Linked DNA regions of Sus scrofa: region 1 is linked to region 2. A link is a contact called in public HiChIP or PLAC-seq data. All regions are on one chromosome and are shown on one strand. The core of a region is the stretch at or near the end of the contact, and the rest is flanking DNA. Distances in the headings are between cores, read along the strand shown.

Region 1 (6,280 bases), core at 2,144-4,643, 150 kb before region 2:
GACAAATCACACAAGATATTTAGTAAAAGGAACTGGACACACTGTATGCCTTGGTGATACGAAGCTCAAGAAGAAAGGAAATGAACAGGTAGAAGAGTGATTAGCTGTAAGGTATTGATTGGAAAAGGGCTCAAAGGAACCTCTGGGGCAATGGCAATGTTCTACCCAGAGGTTGCACAGCTGGATACTCAGGTACGAGTACACTGTTCACTCAAAGTCTGTGCACTTGATGAATCTCACTGTACAACTCAGCTGAACATGTAAACCGAAATGTAATGAAGAAAAAGTGTGCGGGTCTTCAAAGCTCAAAGCTCAGATCCCAATCAGAGGCAGAGCCCAGCTGAGGCAGCCCCTCTTGTGGGTTTTTAAATTATGCCCCAAATTCTTTGATTCTCTGCCCTTCCAAAGGTGGAAGCTAATTTCCCTCCCCTTGAATGTAGACTGGACTCTGTGACTTGATTCTAAATAAACAAAAGATAAAGCAGAAGAGACAGTGTGGACTTGGCACCAAAGCCACAAAAAGGCACTGTGGCTTCAGGCCTGGTCTCCTCACCTTCCCTCTCTTGGGTCACGTGCTTGGGGGAAGCCAGGTGCCATGTCGCGAGGACACTCAAGCAGCCTGGGGAGAGGCCCTGAGGTGAAGAACCGAGGCCTTCAGCCAATCAGCCATTTCTTTTTTTTTTTTTTTTTTTTTGTCTTTTTGTCTTTTGTTGTTGTTGTTGCTATTTCTTTGGGCCGCTCCCGCGGCATATGGAGGTTCCCAGGCTAGGGGTCGAATCGGAGCTGTAGCCACTGGCCTACGCCAGAGGCACAGCAATGCAGGATCCGAGCCGCGTCTGCAACCTACACCACAGCTCACGGCAACGCCGGATCGTTAACCCACTGAGCAAGGGCAGGGACCGAACCCGCAACCTCATGGTTCCTAGTCGGATTCGTTAACCACTGCGCCACGACAGGAACTCCCCAACAGCCATTTCACTTGACCGGGCCATCTGGGAAGGGCTCACTCCAGCCCCACCCAAATCTCCACCGACCTCCTGAGAAATCCACAGCCTGACCTAAGCTCCCAGTTCTAGACCCAGTTCTAGACCTCAGAGACTCTGAGATAAATGTTTACTGTTTTAAGCTGCTAAATGTCCAGTAATTTGTTATTATGCAGCAAGACGCCACTAAAACACAGAGATCTCTCTGTGTCTCACTCCCACAAGCTACCATCTAAGGGCTGCCGGCGCTCCTGAGGCAAGCCCACCCGCCTCACACTGCCCCCTGGCTGGACACTGGATTCGGCCAGCCCCATCCGCCATGGCTTCTCCACTGCATTGACCTCTACCTGGCATTGTCTGGTTGCCTTGGTCACATCCTCTGCAGTCCCTTCTCCCTAAGCTCTGGGAGGGCAGGGCCCCTGCCTGTCTCCCCAGCACCATGGCAGTGCTGGTTACATAGAAAGCACTTGATAAAAATGGACTCAATGAATGGCAAGCCCAACAGCTGGGAATGGCTGGCCTGTCAGCTGCATGGGGTCTGGAAGTTTGGGGCGGCACCAACGATTGGGAGGGGGCGGGGAGCTGGGTCCTAGAAGGAACGGTGCCTGGGTCCCCAGCTGCCCCAGCTCTCTTTCCTACCACCCTGAGCTGCCGTTCTCTGAAAAGAAGGGAAAGTGGGGATCCCTGCGGGGCAAACCCCCTACTCCCCACCAGGGTGTTCTGGGGCCAGAGCTGGGGGCGTGACAAACACTCCTTGCGCTCCAAGAGCAAAGTCAAGTGCCTCCTGCCGGCGCTTTAAGATCCCCGGGAGGGTGCCGCAGTTCCTGACAGGGGCAAGTCATCTTGAACTCCACCTCCAATCCCGAGAGGACGCCGTCTGCTGGCCCCCAACCACACCCCGCCCCAGGCCTGCCTTCCCAGCCCCATTGGCTGAAACCCACTCCACCACATGGGCCCAGCCAATGAGCTGCCGTCCCTGCCCTTTTGAAAGGGGATCCAGCCGGGAATGGTCACAAGAGCCCAGGGAGCAGGCCCTGAAGGGCAGGGGCAGCTGGGGCTATTTGCGGCTCCGCAGGTCAGGTTGCTTTGCCTTCCCTGTTCGGTCCAGGCCCAGAGTCCAGCCCTGGGCCTCATGCCCACCAGGACTCATGCCCTGCCCCTGAGCAGGAGGAAATGGCTTGATTCCTGGGGGTGGGCGGGAGGGGGTGTCACTGTTCTCAGACAAAATGCACTATCTCTGCCATGCCCTCCAGCTCCTCTGCCCTGTGCTCCCCAGGAATGAGACAGAAACTGCTCACAAGTGGCCAGAGGCCAGCGATAAGGGCAAAAGGGCACCAGACCACGTGCCCAGAGAGGCAGGCTCCCAGGGTAGCGATGGGGGGGATCCCGCCTGCACAGAGAGGCCCCTCCTCTTGGCCATCTGATCCCACCAGGTGGGACACCAGCCCCAGAGCTGTTCCCTCTGCCCATTCCCTGCCACTCTGCCTAAAATGCCATCACTTGAGAAACCGTACTTTGCAAAGCCTGGGGAGTTCAGAGCCTTCTTTCAGATCTGAAGCAAACTCCGAGTGACCTTGGGCTCCTGGGTTCAGGCACTGAGCCTCAGTTTCCCTTCTGCACAACAGAGTAGGCAGCAGGCCCTCGATGATCTCCGCAGGTGCCGTGTGACCCATCCCAGCGAGGGGAGGCCACCCTCCTCACACACCCCTCGACTGGGGACCTAGACCTGGTCTGGTGCTAGGTGGTTCAAGGCACTGGGCACATGGGGGGCGTGGCTGTGAAGGGGGGGTGTCCCTACCAGGGGACAGGGGGTCTTAACTTCCCCAGGTCTCTGGGGTGGACGAGGCTGCTGGTGGGGTGCCGTCCAGCCGGTGAAGGCCCAAGTAGGGCTGCCCTCGGCCCTCGCCCCCCTCCTGCTTACACTTACATTTTGCCTCCTTCCAGTCGGTGGAGGTGCTCAGGTCCACCTTCGCCGCCATGGCCAGGGGGGCCCAGGTGCGCACCCCGGCTCTCCGCCCCACTGCTGCCGCCCCCCCAGCCCCAACTCCCGCTGGGGTCCGCGCGCCGGAGTCGTACGCGCCCAGGGACGCCGGGGGACCGCACGCACTGCTGCGGGTCCGCGTGGCACCCGCTGAGGGGCCGGGCCAGGGGCGCGGGGCGCCGAGCAGCTGCCCCGCCGCGCGCAGCTGTGCCAGGCGGCCGGACACTCGGCTCTGCAGAGACATGAGCGGGCGGCGCAGGGCGGCTCCCCGCCCACTTGGACTCTATTTACGGTGCTAGGAGAGTCTCTCCCTTATTTACACGGGGACCGGGTGGCTCGTGCCAGCCCGCGGCGACCTGCTCGGGAGCCAGCGAGCCGCGCGGCCAGAAAACCCGGGCGCGCCGCTGGGCACCCTGGAACTTGTAGTCCCGGCCGCCGGAGGGGCCCGCACACTCCTATACACACGTGCGCGCCCCGCCTGGGCCTGCGTGGGTCGAGCCGCACGCAAGCCCTGCTCTCGGAGGGTCGCCGGCAGCCGTGCGCTCTTTCGGGATTGGCCCAGCCACCGCCAACTTCCTGGGCCGAGGCGCCTCCCGCGCGCGACCCCGGCCCCCCTCCGCCCCTCGGTACAGAGCCGAGCGCAGCTCCCCAGGGGTCAAGCGGCCCCACCCTGTCCCCAGTTCCTGAGAGCCGCGGGTCCCAAGCGGCCCTGGGAAGGTGACGAGTGGCACGAACAGGTATGTCCGGTTGGGCAACTTTCCCCAGGCCGCTGAGCGGCTGCCTCTTAGCCCCAGGGGCAGAGATGCGCGGGGCCGCGCGGGGCCGCGGCTGGAACCAAAGCTAGAGCAGCTGAGGAGGCAAAGCTGGAAATCTTGGAATTTGAAGGCAAAAAACTAGAGCTCCAAGAGCGTTCTTGGGTGGAAGAATTGGGATGATTTTTTTCTTCATATTTTTCCTAATTTCTTACAAGGACTGTAAAGGTAGATTTTTAAAATACATTGTCTTTCTATACCATTTTATTATTGGATAAATATAATAGTGCATATTTTTAAAACCTGGGACAAGGAGCCAGGGTTCCAGAGAAGGTTTTAGTACCAGCTCTGCTCACTCTTACCCTTGTGACTTGCTTCTTGGGCTGTAAATTAGGAGGAAGGATTTCCTGATGTGGCTCAGCGGAAACGAATCTAACTAGTATCCATGAGAACGCAGGTTCCATCCCTGGCCTTGCTCAGTGGGTTAAGGATCCAGCGTTGCTGTGTGTAGGCCGGCAGCTACAGCTCCGATTCGACCCCTAACCCAGGAACCTCCATATGCCTCTGGTGCAGCCTTATAAAGACAATTAAAAAAAAAAAATTAGGAGGAAGACATAGTTCAGGTCTAGCTGGTTGCAGACCTGCTTCTGTGTACCTGGCCTCTCTGGTGCTGTGTAGCAGGAACCCTGGACAGGACTGCAGGGAGGATCACAGAACAGCCCCCTGTGGATGCAGCTGACGTCACCATGGTTCCCAAGAAAGGATCAGCAGCAGACCTGTAGACCGGGAGGTAGACAGTGATCAGCCCTGGGAGGGAGGGTAGAGAGGGACCATCATAAACCAGGGGACAGGAAGCCACTTGTTGCTTCTCCAGTAACTCAGCCGTGTAAGAAGGGCCTTGCCAACTGCATCCAGGACAGCAACCACCCACAGGGTACGAGGTACCAGCCCTTGCCAAGATAAGCCCTCTACAACCATTTGCTCTCCCTTTCTTAACTCAATATGTGTTCCTGGCGAGGCAGCACTGCCCCAGAGCACAGATAAGAAGCCAGGACTGGCTCAAGGCCAACACGGCCTTTGAGGGTCAGAGCCCAGGCTGAGCTCAAGGTTGTTTGGTTCCCATCTGTGGTCTGGAAAGTCATTAGGCAGATGTAACTGATTCAGGCAATGAAGCATGTGGGTGACCCTGTGTTTGAGTTTCCTATTGTTGCTATAACAAATTATCATAAATTTAGCAGCTTAAAGAACAAACAAAATTCATTTTCCTAAAGTTCTGTAGGTTAGAAGTCTGAGCTGAGTCTCACTGAGCTAAAATCACGGTGTCAGCACCAGCTTCCAGAGACCACCCCCCTTCTTCGACTCTCGGCCCTCTTCCTCCATCTTCAAAGCCAGCAGTGTCGCATAACTCAGACCAGTCTTCCCTAGTGGCTTTTCCCTCTGACTTGCTTCTGCTTCCCTCTTGCATTTTTCAAGGACCTGTGCGATTACGGTGAATTCACCAGGATAATCCAGGATCATCTCCCCACTTAAACTCCGCTGATTAGCAACCTTAATGCCATCTATGCCCTTAACTCCCTTTTGCCCGTAAGGCAGCATATTTACAGGCTCCGGGGATTAGGATGCAGACATCTTTGGGGGTCGTTATTCTACTTACTACACCCTTCCTGGCAAAGTCTAGGGAGGAGGACAAGGAGAAGCAGGGAACCCGGCAGTAGAAACTCTCAGTGCCTATCAGGAGGCTGCCTTCTGTATGGTCTGAAATTCGTCTCCCAAGGCTAGGCCATTGAATCACCCTGGACATCCTGGGCATCTGAGTTGGTTTGTCTGTTTTTCTTTCTTTTTTTTTTTTTTTTTTTTGGCCACACCTGCAGCATGCAGAAGTTTCCAGGCCAGGGGCTAAACCCACACCACAGCTGTAACCAGAGCCACAGCAGTGCCAACACCGGATGCTTTTTTTTTTTTTTTTGCTTTTTAGGGCCACATCCACGGCACATGGACATTCCCAGGCTAGGGGGCTAATCAGAGCTGCAGCTGCCAGCCTGCTATGCCACAGCCATGCCAGATCCAAACCACATCTGCAACCGACACCACAGCTCATGGCAATGCCAGATCCTTAACCCACTTAAAGATCCCATCCTTAATGCCAGAGATCGAACCCACGTCCTCATGGATATTAGATTTGTTTCCACTGAGCCACTATGGGAACTCCCGTTTCTTTTTGCCAGGATTTAGCTCTGTTCTCACACAGCAGTCAGGATGGAGAAGGCCCCAGCCATAGCCCACCAAGTTCTGGTCTAAAGAGAGACTGGGCCCCACACTCAGATGGGTCTAGGCAGGGAGGTATGGTTCTGACTTGGCAAGGCAGGACCTCTTCACAGAGTTTCAGCCCTGAACCTTTTATTTACTTATATATTTTTGGCCTCACCTGAGGCTTGTGGAAGTTCCCAGGCCAGGGATCGAACCCACACCATAGAAGCAATCCAAGGCATAGAAATGACAACACCAGATCCTTAACCTGCTGCACCACAAGGGAACTCTCTCAGCTGGACCTTTTAGAAAAGGTA
Region 2 (6,305 bases), core at 2,618-5,117:
CCCTAGATTGTACTTTCTGGAGCCCCAGAGCCCTGCTGTCTCTGGCCTGGGCGTCAGACCAGGGCTACCCAGAGAATTCAAAACCAGAAGGGAACTGGAAGTCCTTCTTGCTCCTGCCCTGTGTGGGTGGCGAAGCTGAGTCCCGAGGAAGGAGGTTGCAGGGAGACAGTGGCAGGTGACAACATCGTCTGTTTGTCGGTCTTTCTCTCCTTGCCTGCCTCTTGGTTCCCCATATTGGCAGTAGTTGGCACCAACTCCCCTTAGAAACTGCCAGAAAAAGGTATCTGAGAAGGGCAGTCATTATGGCACTGTGGTAGTAGCAAAAGATGCAGATGTTTTAAATCTTTGCCAACAAGAGACATTTGAGGGGATGAAAAGGTAGCATAGTGAAATATTATGTAGCCCTTAAAAAGGCCAAGGCCAGTGATCCTGAACTGAAATGGAGCAGATTGTGAAATGTATTTTGAAGTGTGGAGGGGTGTGTGTGTGTGTGTGTGTGTGTGTGTGTGTGGTTGCAACCACCTATTATAGACAGACTTGGGTAGCTACAGCTCCGGCAGGACACAGAAAATGCTAACGGAGCATTGGGGATTGGGGTTGAGAGTTATGAGATAGAGACTGGGTTTTTTTCTTTATATCTTCTTGACATTTGTTTTTTTTTCTTTTTGGCCACCTGGTGGCATATGGAGTTCCTGGGCCAAGGATCAGATCTGAGCTGCAGGTGAAGCAACACTGGATCCTTTAACTCACTGTGCCGGGCTGGGGATGAAACCTATGTCCTGGTGCTGCAGAGATGCTGCTGATCTCGTTGAGCCACAGTGGGAACTCCCTTCTTGATGTTTTTGCACATGCACCTGAAAAAAAAAATTTTTTTTTGACTGCGCCTGCGGCATTTGCAAGTTTCCGGGCCAGAGACTGAACCCACCCAACCCAAGCTGCTTCAGTGACGACACCGGATCCCCCGCTAGGCCACCAGGGAACTCCTCGAACATGTTTTTAAAGAAAAAATTTAGTCTAAGGATAGGGACCACTGCCAGCTTCTGATGAACCTCCTTAAATGGCTAATTGAGCCTCAAAATCCCAGGATCTCTGTGTCAGCTGATGCGGGAGCCCCTCCCCAGCTTCTTCCATCCTCCCGACCCCCCACCCGCCCTCCGCCTGACTCGGCTGAACTAAGTCATAGATCCAGCTTGAGAGACTGAGGTGCAGCCAGGCATGTCCCAAGTGACAATGTGAGAGCAATCAGCAAGAGCAATGTGGCAACACAGCCCATGTCTCTGAGGAGGCTCGAGGAAGGGTGTGACTTCAAGATGTTGAGCAAGGCAGGGGCTCTCGGCCACCAGGAGGCGAGGCCCCTGTCACCACGCTTGGCTAACACGGGGCAGGCGCGTGGGAGCACTTCCTGCCCTGGGATCCCTGGGGGACGGACATAAAGAGGCAGAAGATGCGCGGAGGGTCAAATCTGGATGAACTCAATATTACTAATGCTAAAGAGAACGACCACACCAGGGACCATTTAACGAACACTTAAGCTGGGTCCCAGCTCGTGGAATCCTCGCAACAACCCTCTGAGAGGGTTATCTGCATGTTCAGATGCATCTCGGGAGGCCTAAACAACCAGAGACGCTCTTCGGCTAACAACCCTGGCATGGTCTCCCGTTGCCTGGTCAGGCTACCACTTCAGAGCTGTGTGATTTGGGGTGTGCTCTTTTTTGTCTTTTTTTCTGCCTTTTCTAGGGCCACTCTCACAGCATATGGAGGTTCCCACACTAAGGGTTGAATTGGAGCTGTAGCTGCCGGCCTACACCATAGCCACAGCAACGCCGGATCCTTAACCCACTGAGCGAGGCCAGGGATCGAACCTTCAACCTCATGGTTCCTAGTCGGATTCGTTAACCACTGAGCCACGACGGGAACTCCTGGGCGTGCTCTTAATCTCTCTGAGTCTCAGCTTCCTCCTCTGTAAATTGGAGTGAATCCATGGTGCTTACTTCATAGCCTAGCCCACTGCAAATAAGTTAATTAGTGTAAAGTACTTGAACCGCGCTGGCTCATGGGAAGCCCGTGTTTGCACAACTGCCCCACGTTTCAGCAAATCTAAGATGTCAACGATTATAAAAGCTGCCACTAAAGAAAAAAGGAGTGTTGCCAGTTAACTATGTCCCAAGGCCCTTTCATCACTAGAATCTTTATTTTATACTTCCCGAAGGAGCTCTTTTTGACTTAGACATAGATTCTCATCATATATAATTCTGACGCACACATAAAAAGGAAAATAGAAGCAGAATACATTGTTTATGGTGTTACAGCTCATTCGCATTTGGAATCAGACAGAGGTTCGCTGTCTGCTTGCCCTACCACCTCCTCCTGTGAGGCGTCAAGAGTTCAGGAGAGCAGCTGTCCTCCCCAACAATTCATAAGACAACCCTAAACCCACCAGCAGCCATGGGAGTCCGAAGCCCGCTTTGCAGGCCTGCAGAGCCCCCTGACTCTGGGTTTCTGCTTTGGGAGCATTGCTGACAAGTCTGCTTTCCGCCGCCCGCCCCCATCCCACCCCACTCCCTGCCACAGGGGGGCTCCCACCATTGGGTCTTGGGGTTAAGAGTGCTCTGCTCTTTCCTCTGGGCTCCTCTTCCAAGCTGCTGATGCCCTTTCTGAAGGGTTTGATGCTTTTGAAGTGTGGGCACGTGCAAGCAATGACAACAATGTCAGGACAGCTGCCAGCCAGCCAGCAATTCTGCCGTGCAACTTGACTTCAGAGATTTATCCATGTGAGAAATAAAGTGTCTGGGGAGGTCCCTGGTGGCTTAGTGGTTAAGGATCCAGCATCGTCACTGCTGTAGCTAGGGTTCGATCCCTGGCCTGGGAATTTCTGCATGCCATAGGCTGGGCCAAAAAAAAAAAAAAAAAAGAGGGAGTTCCCATCGTGGCGCAGTGGTTAACGAATCCGACTAGGAACCATGAGGTTGCGGGTTCGGTCCCTGCCCTTGCTCAGTGGGTTAACGATCCGGCGTTGCCGTGAGCTGTGGTGTAGGTTGCAGACGCGGCTCGGATCCCGCGTTGCTGTGGCTCTGGCATAGGCCGGTGGCTACAGCTCCGATTCAACCCCTAGCCTGGGAACCTCCATATGCCGAGGGAGCGGCCCAAGAAATAGCAACAACAACAACAACAAAAGACAAAAAGACAAAAAAAAAAAAAAAAAAAAGAATAATAATGAAAATAAAGTGGGAGTGAGTTTCTATTGTGGCTCAGTGGTAATGAGCCTGACTAGTATCCATGAGGACTTGGGTTTGATCCTTGGCCTAGATCAGTGGGTTAAGGATCTGGTATTACCATGAGCTGCGGTGTAGGTCGCAAATGTGGCTTGGGTCTGGCGTTGCTGTGGCTGTGGTGTAGGCCAGCAACTGTAGTTCCAATTTGACCCCTAGCCTGGGAACTTCCATATGCCGCAGGTGTGGCCCTCAACAAACAAACAAAAAACAAACAAACAACAAAAAAGTGGGAATCGATGAAACATGAATAATGTCTGGGCTTTACGCTGGCCGTGCTTCCAGCTGAGGCCTTGCACTATCTGTTGCAGCTGCTTGGATGTCCTTCTCTCTTCCCCGCTTTGCCCAGGTAACCCGGTCCTCCCAATCTCAGCTTCATGTCAGCCGCCCTCCCCCTGCCCTTCCTGATCATCCCCCTGCCGTCAAGCGCCCTCCCTGTCAATGCCTGTAGCACAGCTGCAGTGTTACATTGTGTGTGTGTGTGTGTGTGTGTGTGTGTGTGTGTGTGTGTGATTTGCATAGCTGCCTCCCCAGGGTACTGTGCACCCATGGGGGCAGGGACTATGTGGCTTTTTACCGCATCTCAGTACCCAGCACGGCGGCCCACACGGAGCCTCATAGTGAGCTGCGGGGTGTCCTCCTGGCCTCCTGGTTTGTCCATGAGGCATGTCTCTGGTCTCTGCATCAAACTGCTTCCCTCAGAGGCTGGATTCCAACCCGCTTTTTTTACAGACAGGAAAGAGAGACCTGTGAGGTCCCTAGCCCCCAGGCCAGATGTCCTGTCTCTGTCCAGTGTATAGAGAATAAGGGGGGGGTAGCCCCTCTGGTGAGGGCTCAGAGGGGGTCTGCTGCGGGGGGTGGCATCTCCCAGCTTCACGGGTTGGGAGGGTGTTTGGGATAAGTTTGAGGAGCAACAGAGGGAGAGGGGAGCCGGGCAGATCAGAAGAGGCAGGTGTGGGCACCTAGACGCACCATGTGAGGCCTGGAGCCCCTGCAAAGGCCCTGAAATGTACAAGGCCGAAGTGGCCCTCGCGGGTTTCAAGTTGGGCAAAGGAGGCCCAGGGAGGGGAAGGACTCACCTACCCTTGTCCATGGAGCCAGGAGAGCCGTGGGCCTTGCTCCTGGGGAGCCCTGACCCTACTGCTAATCCCTGGGCCAGCACTGTCGGAGATGCTGGGAGGATGTGGAGTGGTGGGGGCGGAGGCAGGGTGGCGAAGCAGGAGCCTGGGGGTGCACGGCCTGCCAGCACCCGGAAGGAGGAAGCTAGCTGCACAGGGTGTCTGTGGCTGGGGCCGGGATCCCCACCCGGGGACTTCCTCTTCCTCTCACGGCAGGTGCAGCTGCCACAACAGGACCAACACCCTGACCCCGTCATGGATGGGGGCAAGGGGCCCAGGATCAGAGACTTCCTCAGTGGGAGCCTGGCCACCTGGGTGAGGGGGCAGGGGGAGGGGGGCTGGGGAGGGGAAGTGAGCAGCTGGGAGGGGCTGGTGTGGGGGTGGGGAGGAGCGGGGCAGAGGGGGCCTGGAGGAGAGGGGTGGGCTCAACCGAGGATGGAGGGGCAGGGAAAGGGGTCCAGACCCCGGGCCACTGGCATTCAGGGAACTGGTGAGGAGGGGCTGCGTGGGCTCGGGGGCAGGTCAGAGGCTCTCGGGAGTCGCTCAGCTGGTGGAGGGCTCCCACCCAGGCCAGCTGACTCCTTTCTGTTCCCACAGGCGCTGGGACTGGCTGGGCTGGTGGGGGAGGCTGAGGAGCCAGAGGGGGAAGCAGAGGAGGAAGGAGATGGGCCCCTTTGTCCGGAGAAGAGGTTCTTGCGTCTCAGCGATGGGGCCCTGCTTCTCCGGGTGCTGGGCATCATGTAAGGGGCACAAGAGAATGACCCCGGCAGCTCCCTAGGGGTTTGAGGGAGGGGGCCTGGCATCCTGGTGGGAGGAGCCTGAGGGGCGGTGGGCAGAGCCTGGTTTAGGGGAGGCGGGTCCTGGATTTTCCCTCCCATCTATCACCTACCTGTGCCCACAGTGCCCCTAGCTCCCGAGGGGCCCTCGAATGACCAGAGGCCATGAGGGGCCCGTAGCCTGGCGGGTGTGGAACCTGAACCACCTGTGGAGCCGACTGAGGGACTTCTACCAGGTGAGGGATCTGGGGAGGCCGAGCCTGGGACCCCCCCCGCCCCCCCCCGCCCCCCCCCCCCCCCCCCCCGCTTCGGGAAGGCCCTTCCCACATCTCCTGCCCCTCCTCCGCAGGAGGAGCTGCAGCTGCTGATCCTGTCACCACCACCAGACCTCCAGACTTTGGGGTTGGACCCCTTCTCAGGTGCTCTCTCCCACCACCCCTTCCTGCTTGTACCCCTTCCCCTGCCCGTTAACCCCTTGTGGCTTGTGCCCTGCAGAGGAGGCGGTGGAGGAGCTAGAAGGCATCCTTAGGCTATTGCTGGGGGCGTCCGTGCAGGTGAGCGGGGGAGGGAAGGGTACGGTCCTGCTTTGGCCGCAGAGGTGGGACACTCCGGCTCAGCCTCGTCCCCTCTTCCCCGCAGTGTGAGCACCGGGAACTCTTCATCCGACACATCCAGGGCCTCAGCCTCGACGTCCAGAGTGAGCTGGCTGCCGCCATCCAGGAGGTACACCTTTGGACTGGCACTGCCATGCAGGGACACCCTGTCCCCCACTTCGTTGGCTGAACTGCTTTCCCTGCGCCTCCAGGTGACCCAGCCCGGCACGGGCATGGTGCTGGCACTGGCTGGGCCTGACCCTGGCGAGCTGGCGCCCCCGGAGCTGGAGATGTTGTCCCGGAGCCTGATGGGCACACTGTTGAGGCTGGTTCGGGAGCGTGACGTGGGGGCTCAGGTAAGACGTGGCAGGTGGAGAAGCAAGGATGGTGGGGGATCCAGATGGGGGTGGGGGCCCAGGTGTGGGGTTGGGGTTGTAGGTCTTGGGCCAGGAGGGTTGTAACGACTAGATTCATCGTGTGTAGTTGGGGGCAGATGTGGGGTTCTTGGGATGGGTTTACTCCTGATTCCTGACCCTTGACCTCCCACAG

The links. HiChIP or PLAC-seq counts read pairs in DNA pulled down with a chosen protein or histone mark.
Region 1: an H3K27ac HiChIP or PLAC-seq map of alveolar macrophages shows a contact between it and region 2. The contact joins the promoter of STIP1 here to the promoter of CCDC88B in region 2. A contact is called at or near these places in 1 of 5 promoter capture datasets (fetal skeletal muscle), 1 of 47 Hi-C or Micro-C datasets (liver) and 2 of 2 datasets of contacts at active chromatin or transcription factors (alveolar macrophages and skeletal muscle).

Annotation. Positions count from the first base shown.
Region 1 is chr2:7,936,113-7,942,392 of Sscrofa11.1, reverse strand. STIP1 (stress-induced-phosphoprotein 1) reads left to right here and starts at 3,393. Exons shown (of 15, transcript XM_003353794.4): 1 at 3,393-3,701. It overlaps MACROD1 (MACRO domain containing 1), which reads right to left and starts at 3,268. Exons shown (of 11, transcript NM_001204770.1): 1 at 2,911-3,268. The coding sequence starts at 3,208.
Region 2 is chr2:7,782,187-7,788,491 of Sscrofa11.1, reverse strand. CCDC88B (coiled-coil domain-containing protein 88B) reads left to right here and starts at 3,867. Exons shown (of 31, transcript XM_021082875.1): 1 at 3,867-4,702; 2 at 4,985-5,127; 3 at 5,289-5,302; 4 at 5,305-5,399; 5 at 5,513-5,582; 6 at 5,659-5,717; 7 at 5,803-5,886; 8 at 5,969-6,112. The coding sequence starts at 4,277. LOC110259241 (a long non-coding RNA gene) reads right to left here and starts at 4,531. Exons shown (of 3, transcript XR_002341448.1): 1 at 4,353-4,531; 2 at 751-854.